Regions from separate parts of the Nomascus leucogenys genome. Here region 1 is linked to region 2. Evidence: chromatin contacts called from public Hi-C data. All regions are on one chromosome and are shown on one strand. The core of a region is the stretch at or near the end of the contact, and the rest is flanking DNA. Distances in the headings are between cores, read along the strand shown. Region 1 overlaps HIVEP1 (zinc finger protein 40). Region 2 holds the start of HIVEP1 (zinc finger protein 40).

Region 1 (3,545 bases), core at 837-3,336, 37 kb before region 2:
AGGAGACAGAAGCATAAGATCCAAGAGGTGAAGTAAAAACCCTGTCGTCCTGACATTTATTTTAATATACATATATATATATATATATGCACTTGTGTATGTGCTACACACATGCACACAGCATCCACTGAACAGGCCTGGAAGCAACTGCCAACCCAGTAGCAATGAGCATGCCTAGCGCCTGGCCTGTGGTTCCCCGATACCATTTCCCGCCACTTCTACCTTCATCAATAGAACATTTCAATAGGTGGAGATTAAGACCCCCAAAAAGTAGGAGCAAAGACTTGGAAGCAGGAAAGGCCTACTTAGGATGGGCAAATGGCCCACCAGGCCAAGGGCTAGAAAGCAAGGGCATCTGCAGTGAGACTGTCTGGAGGGGCCTGACAGGGCCCGACTGTGAGAGCTAATCTTGAAAGCAAAGAAAGCTGTTTATGATTCTTGAGGAGAGGATGGGAGTCACCCAGCTGGACCCATGGTGTTTAATTTTTTTTGAGACGGAGTCTCTCTGTCACCCAGGCTGGAGTGCAGCGGTGGGATCTCGGCTCACTGCAACCTCCGCCTCCCGGGTTCACGCCATTCTCCCGCCTCAGCCTCCCGAGTAACTGGGACTACAGGTGCCTGCCACTACGCCCGACTAGTGTTTTTGAATTTTTAGTAGAGACAGGGTTTCACCATGTTAGCCAGGATGGTCTCGATCTCCTGACCTCGTGATCCGCCCGTCCTGGCCTTCCAAAGTGCTGGGATTACAGGCGTGAGCCACCGCGCCCGGCCGATGGTGTTTAATTTTTACGGTGCCCATGTGTGGCAGGCATGAACTGTCGTTATTTACAGACGAGGATGCTAAGGCTTATCTGGCAAATAGCATGTGGAACAGTCCCAATTCTAAACCCAATTGCGGTTTCCTAACACAGGCTTGTTTCCACTAGGCTGGCGGAGTAGGTGCCTGGCATTTAGGGCAGTTAACGGTGTCAGTGTAAGAACAAGTTAGAGAGTCATGGACAAAGCTGATCAGATAGGAGGCTTTGTCTTTCTTAGGAGCAACAGGGGCGGACTCTGAGCACCTCCGGATATACACACTCCAGAGAGCACACATCATCGCCAGCAACACCCCAGAAAGCGACATGCATTCGAGAATACCTTGTAATTTTTCATCTTCATTTTAATGTTACAAACCAGTTCATCAAATTCTAACAGTTACATCAAAAAGGAAGCAAAATTTCACAACAAAAATATTCCCTCATTACATAATAAAAATCGTTGAAATCCCAAATAGAGCATACGAGAAAAAGGAAGTTTAACAAAAACTACTCAAATGGGCCATGAAAGTATAAGCTTATTAGTGGAAATCCACAAATTTGTTTTTAAATAAGTTTGAGTCATCTGTAAATCATCCCTCCATCTTTCTTTCTACATATAAATAGCATTTATTATCTGAGCAAGCAGGCAGAAAAATATCTTCTTTGGTTATTTGTGTTGATTTGTGAACAGAGAACTGGACAAAATCTAAATATCTAAGAGCCCTCCTTTAACTTTAATATCCTATAGTCATTTAAAGAGACACATCTGATCAGGCGGAGCAACTGGCATGATGGTCCCCTCCTTGCACAAGGTCTCACACGCTCTGCCAAACACAGAAAGCCAGTGCTGTCACGCCACAAGCTCCCTGAGGGGCTAAAACACCACTCAGATCCCCTTTCTCCAGGTGCTGACCCACTCAGCAGCCAAATCTTAGAGAGAGGAAGAGAGAGGGTCAGAACCCTGCAGAGGAAGGCTGCTCACGAGCGGGCATGCCAACACTACCTGCACCTTAAAAACAGGTGAATCCTGACATAAGAAATGTCATTAATCTCAAGCCTCTGTGTACCAAAAAGATTTCAATGTATTAGCACCTGTTTCAAGGGTGTTCCTGTTATCTGGTAACCCACACCCCATAATAAATGTTCTGTTTATAAAGGCTTGGGAGAATCATCCCATACCCTTCCCCCTGCCCACACCCACCTTTTGCTGTATTCTCACCTCTTTTATTTTCCTTTGGGTAAGCCAGAGCTGGCTACACTTTGGAATCTAAAATCTTATCATAATGCCCAGTGAGGAACTAGCTCCACATTTTCTTTTGCTAACATCACATTAAAATGCATTAAGCAGCCAGTGTGCCCAGTAGATACCACATAAACACTCTGAGGCTTGATTTTGGTTTGAATTGTGCAGACTAGTGGAGAGAAAATAATACAAAACCGTCCCCAAGCAGAAAGAACAGTTTCACCATTTTGCTCAAAAGTGAGCCAGTAACTGGAAAGAAAGGGTCACAAAACAAGCCTGTATCTCAGTTTCACAGATTGAATAATTTTTATGTAAGTAATACTAAAAAGGAGACAATCTCGTTTTAGCCCCTATGGTTCTTTAAACTGGAAAGGTATTTTTAAAAACAAGCATTCTGTATTCACCCTTAAATGTTGAATTTTCAATTAAAGAGCATATCCAGGTACCATTAACAACAGATTGTGCATGTTTTTAAATACTCTGTGACTCACAAGTAGAATCTTGATTACTAAAAAATAAATTTTAAAAAAGGTAAGATTTTGGGGTAGGATGATGGGCATATTGGTTGGAAGGCCAAGAATTGCTGGAGAGAGGTAGAGTATTGGAAATGTATGCCATCTTTTCTCAATTCTAAATTATCATTTAATGTCTAGGTGACAAAGTTCAGAAAAATATGACCCTAATTTTTTATTCAAGCAAATGTTCTTTCCCTTATCTAAAGGAGCAAAAAGGTGTCCACTCTCCAGCCTTGTCATACACTGCCGCCGCAGACGGCGCACAAGTGCTTTCCCAAGGCCTTACGCTTCACCGTGGGCCCACCTGCTCTTATCCCTGGGCCCAATGGCAGCTAAAATTTGTGACTTTTCAAGGTGGGACAAAGAACCGGCTGAAATGGAGATGCCCGCTTAACAGAAATCTTGTAAGAAGCTGAAACGCCCATGGTCATGAAAGCTGGTGAAAAACAGAAGAGTTCAGATGCATCCTAACTGCAAAATGGAACAGCAGGACTTGAGCCTACAGCTCACTTACTAATTCAGAGGGCCTCTAGGCACGTGCCAGAACCACGCAAACTGCTCAGTACCAGATGTGAAAAGCAAGGAGGGTACTGCTCTGAAAAGACAAGTGCAGTGAACCCAAAACAAAGGTCTTAAATTCTTTCCCGACCGGCTTATCGAGGAAACTAAGAGGGTTCCATGACTGCAAGCGATCTCTCACGATGGAAATACCACTGAATTAAAAAGCTTCCTACCGGGTGCATCCACAGGAAAAAGGTGCCCTTAGAAGTGCCTAAGAAACGTAAGGATGAAAACCGACGGGAACATCCACACCCTCAGCCAATCCCACCCCAAAAGCAGAGTGAGAGAAAGGCCAAACTCTTAACGGCAATCAGCAGTGTGACAGGACGGAAAGAAGATGTGTTTGTGGCAGAACACCTGCTTCTGAGTAGCGCCTCTGCCCCAGGGGCTGTGAGACCCGGGATGTGACCTAGGCTGCCCAGGGCTACC
Region 2 (3,397 bases), core at 734-3,233:
CAAGAGGCGCAGCAAGTCATGACTACTTATCTTGGTGTCAAACCAGAGTGGGTTCAAAGCCAGGCTTTACCCCTTACTGTGTGGCCTTGTTCAGGTTACTTAACCTCTCTGAAGATCAGATTTCCCAACTGTAAAACTAGGAAATATTATCCACATCAGAAGGTTGTTGTAAGGACTAACCTAAACATTGTAGACGCTTTGCCTGTCACACAAAAACGCTGAACTATTAATTCTCCTTAAGAAAGCCTATATGGGAAGGAATGTGTCTAACATCCCAGTATAAGGTTTTAGAAATTTATAGTTTAATTACAGCAAAGAAACAGAAGGTAAAGAAGGGCACGATTAACTTCAGTATTTTATCCCTGATCTGGCTGTATGTCAGCTCAGCACAACACAAAATTATTTGCATTGTTTAACTACATGGTAAAATAGTACAAAAAAATATGATGGTCTAAGTATTTCATCTAGCATTGTGCTAAGTGATCTCTAAAAGATACAGCTTCTCAACTCCTTGCACTAAAGAAACATCCACTAATCTAATTCAGGAAGGTTCTGATTCAATAAAGAATTGAGATACAGCTGAACCAAATAAATTGCATGAATGCTTAACTACGTTCGTTGTTAAACTTAAAGCTTTTAAATGGTAACGATATTTGGAAGTTTTTAAAGCGTGAACTCTGACTGTAATCCAATCATGTGATCCCATGGGATCCGGAGCATAAACGTAAAATGTGCACATTCCCTGTCCGTAAAGGCTTTCTGCTACCCCGTTCACTGCCTACCCACTGTCCCTAGCTGTCCATCCCATGTTTAAATCCTTGTGGGGGGAAGTGGGTATTTCCAAAGACAGCAGCATTGTAGCGACTAGGACGAGTGATAAACCGTTCCTTTACGGGAAAGAAATAAATACTACATGGAGCAAAAACATGACACGATCAAAAAGCGTAAAGACAGTTGCAAGGAGAAAAAACATGAATGAATGTGGAGGGCGGAGCCTGGGAAAACCCCTCTGCAACGCTGCACTGAACAAAGCGCTTCGCATGCCAGGAGGAGGGGGGAATGGAAGTGCCAGCTCAGGAAGGAGCCTGGAGTGGATGCAGAGAGCTGAGGAGGAGGAGGAGGAGGAGATGAGGCGAGCGCGGCAGCCCTGAGACTCCTCCTCGCCGCCAGCTCCGCCGCCGCCCCCTCCCCTCTCCAGCCAGCAACTCCTTCCCGAGCCTGACCCCAAGGCGAGCCCGAGCCGACCCGCACCCCAACCCACCGCCCCCTTCCCAACTGCAGCTGGCGCGCACTCCCAACCCGGAAAGAAACTACCCAGGTGGCCGGGAGTAAACAGGCACTTAGAGCAAAGAACGAAAGGGAAAGCAAGCCACAAAGCCGGGAGGTTGGGATGCCGAGGCCTGGTCTCCTTCACCTCCCACCCTCTTGCAAAATGCGTCTGCGGCTGGAAGGCGGCTGGGGAGGCTGGGTCCCTCTGTACCTGCTCGGCTCGCGCGCGGCGACGGCGCCCAGAAGTGCCAAGTGTCTCCCGCACGCAGCCATCCCCTCTGCAAGGTCGGCGGTTGCACACACACGCGCGCACACACGCGCACACACACACACACACGCCCGCACGCCCCCCGCCCGCCGAAGGGATGTGCTCCTGCCCGCCCCCCCGCCCCGCTCCGCCCCGCCGCCCTCCCCAGCTGCAGCGCCCCCGCCGCGGAGCCCGCGCCGAACCTGCTGCCAGGACGCCCGGCGGAGCCGCTGCCGCTGCAGCCGGCCCTGGAGCTGCGCTGCTGATGGCGGCGGCCGCGGCTCGGGATCTCCGCGACCCTCGCGCGGCGGCGGCGGCGGCGGCGGCAGCGCCTGGGATCCCTCCTTCACTTGACAACCCCAAACACAAACATAACCTCCTCCAGCGGCCGCTGCTCCCCGGTCCCCCGCTCCGTCCGCCACCCTGCCGCCGCCCAGCAGCCGCCACGCTGAAGGCCGGCGACTGGCGCTCACACCACCCAGCACTGAAATATTAAACAGGGGAGCGGGCCGGGGGGCGGGGGGGGGAGCGCGGGGCGCGCGGGCGGGGGCCGCAGCCGCCGGGCGGAGGAGGCGGCGAAGCTCGCCGGCGCCCGGAGCCACGGCATGATCGCGGCCGCCAGGGAGCCGGGCAGCCGGGCTGGGGGGCGCGCGCCGCGGCGGGGCGGGCGGGCAGCCCCTGGGGCCGCGGGGCCCGGACCGGGAAGGACGGGCGCGGGCTTTACCTCTCCCCTGGGGCAGAGTAGGGCACGTTTAGCGTCTTTGGGGCCGGCGGGAGGAACGCGGACCGGGCGGCGCGGGGGAGGCAGGGCGAAGGTCGGAGGCTTTCCCGCGGGTGGGCGGGGCGGCAGGGGATCCCCGGGGGCGGGAGGAGGGGAGGCCGCGGGCGGCGACGCGTGGGCGGGGTAGGGGGCGTCCCCGCGGGGGCTGGGGTTGAGGCCGGGGCGAGGGGCGGGGGACGCCCAGGCGCCGGGGCCCAGCTGGGCCAGCGCGGCCGCCAGCTCTGACCGGGTGTAGGGACTGGATGGGCGCCCGGCCCGGCACGAACCCGGAGCCAGTGTCCCGGGTCTCCCCGGCGGGGCGGGCCCCAGACCGCGCCGGCCCCGCCACCCACCCGCCGCTTCGCCCCTCCCCGCCCCGCCCGGCCGAGCCGCCGCAGGGACGGGAGGGGGACGCGGGAGGAGGTGGCAGCGCAGCCCGGGGGGGAGGGGCGGGGTTAGGGACGCGCGGGGCGGAAGCCCGGGGTCGCGACGCCTAGGGAACCAGCACCCGGCGGGGGCGGAGGGGCGGGCCCGGCCAGTCACGCGGCCCCGGGAAGGCCTGGCCCGGTCGCTCAGTTGGGGGCGGTTGGTCCGGGAAGAGGGGCGGGGCGGGCGGGGCCGTAGTTTCTCTTTACCGTCTCTTTACTTTCTACAGCAGGATGTGGGCCGGCCGCTGACGTCATGGGGTCTCCCGGCCCCGCCCCTCGCCCGGGCCGAATGGGGGAGGGGGAGGCTAGATGGCGGCGGGGGGGGACCCCAAGGGGGTTTCCTCAGCAACGCGTAGAAGGAAGGGGAAAGTCATTGTGAAACTTGAAACTCATTAACTTTGAAAAACAACTTTTAAAAAAACGGAGGGGGGCAGGGTGTTGATTTGGAGAGTGGAAGGGGACATATTATTAACCCTGAACTGAAACCACTTTTTGGTGGCGGATATTCTATTAAAAGAGCGAGGAAAGCCAAGGTTATTCCAGAGGCCGCTCCAAAGCCCCGCTGGTGCTTCCCAGTGCCGAAGCTGCGAGCGCAGTTAACCCCTGCCTGCCAGCCTGACAGCTTATAGGGCCAACCCGGGAGGGGACTTCGGGGACAGAAAAGGGGGGTGCGGGGCTGGTCGTCGGACCGGG

What was found. A called contact is a pair of places that touch in the nucleus more often than the background predicts.
Region 1: a contact with region 2 is called in a Hi-C map of a lymphoblastoid cell line, with 2.1 times the contacts expected there. The contact joins the enhancer-like site here to the promoter of HIVEP1 in region 2. A contact is called at or near these places in 2 of 4 Hi-C or Micro-C datasets (a lymphoblastoid cell line and an unstated tissue).

The regions. Positions count from the first base shown.
Region 1 is chr8:60,458,077-60,461,621 of Asia_NLE_v1, reverse strand. All of the region lies in intron 2 of HIVEP1 (zinc finger protein 40), which reads right to left. Among named protein-coding and RNA genes, the nearest start is that of HIVEP1, 37 kb to the right of the region's middle. Within about 2 kb of position 2,086, the one cell type or tissue checked has an H3K27ac peak away from gene starts, as active enhancers do. A contact at or near this core is called in a lymphoblastoid cell line, where this site is marked.
Region 2 is chr8:60,421,441-60,424,837 of Asia_NLE_v1, reverse strand. HIVEP1 (zinc finger protein 40) reads right to left here and starts at 1,983. Exons shown (of 9, transcript XM_030817293.1): 1 at 1,720-1,983.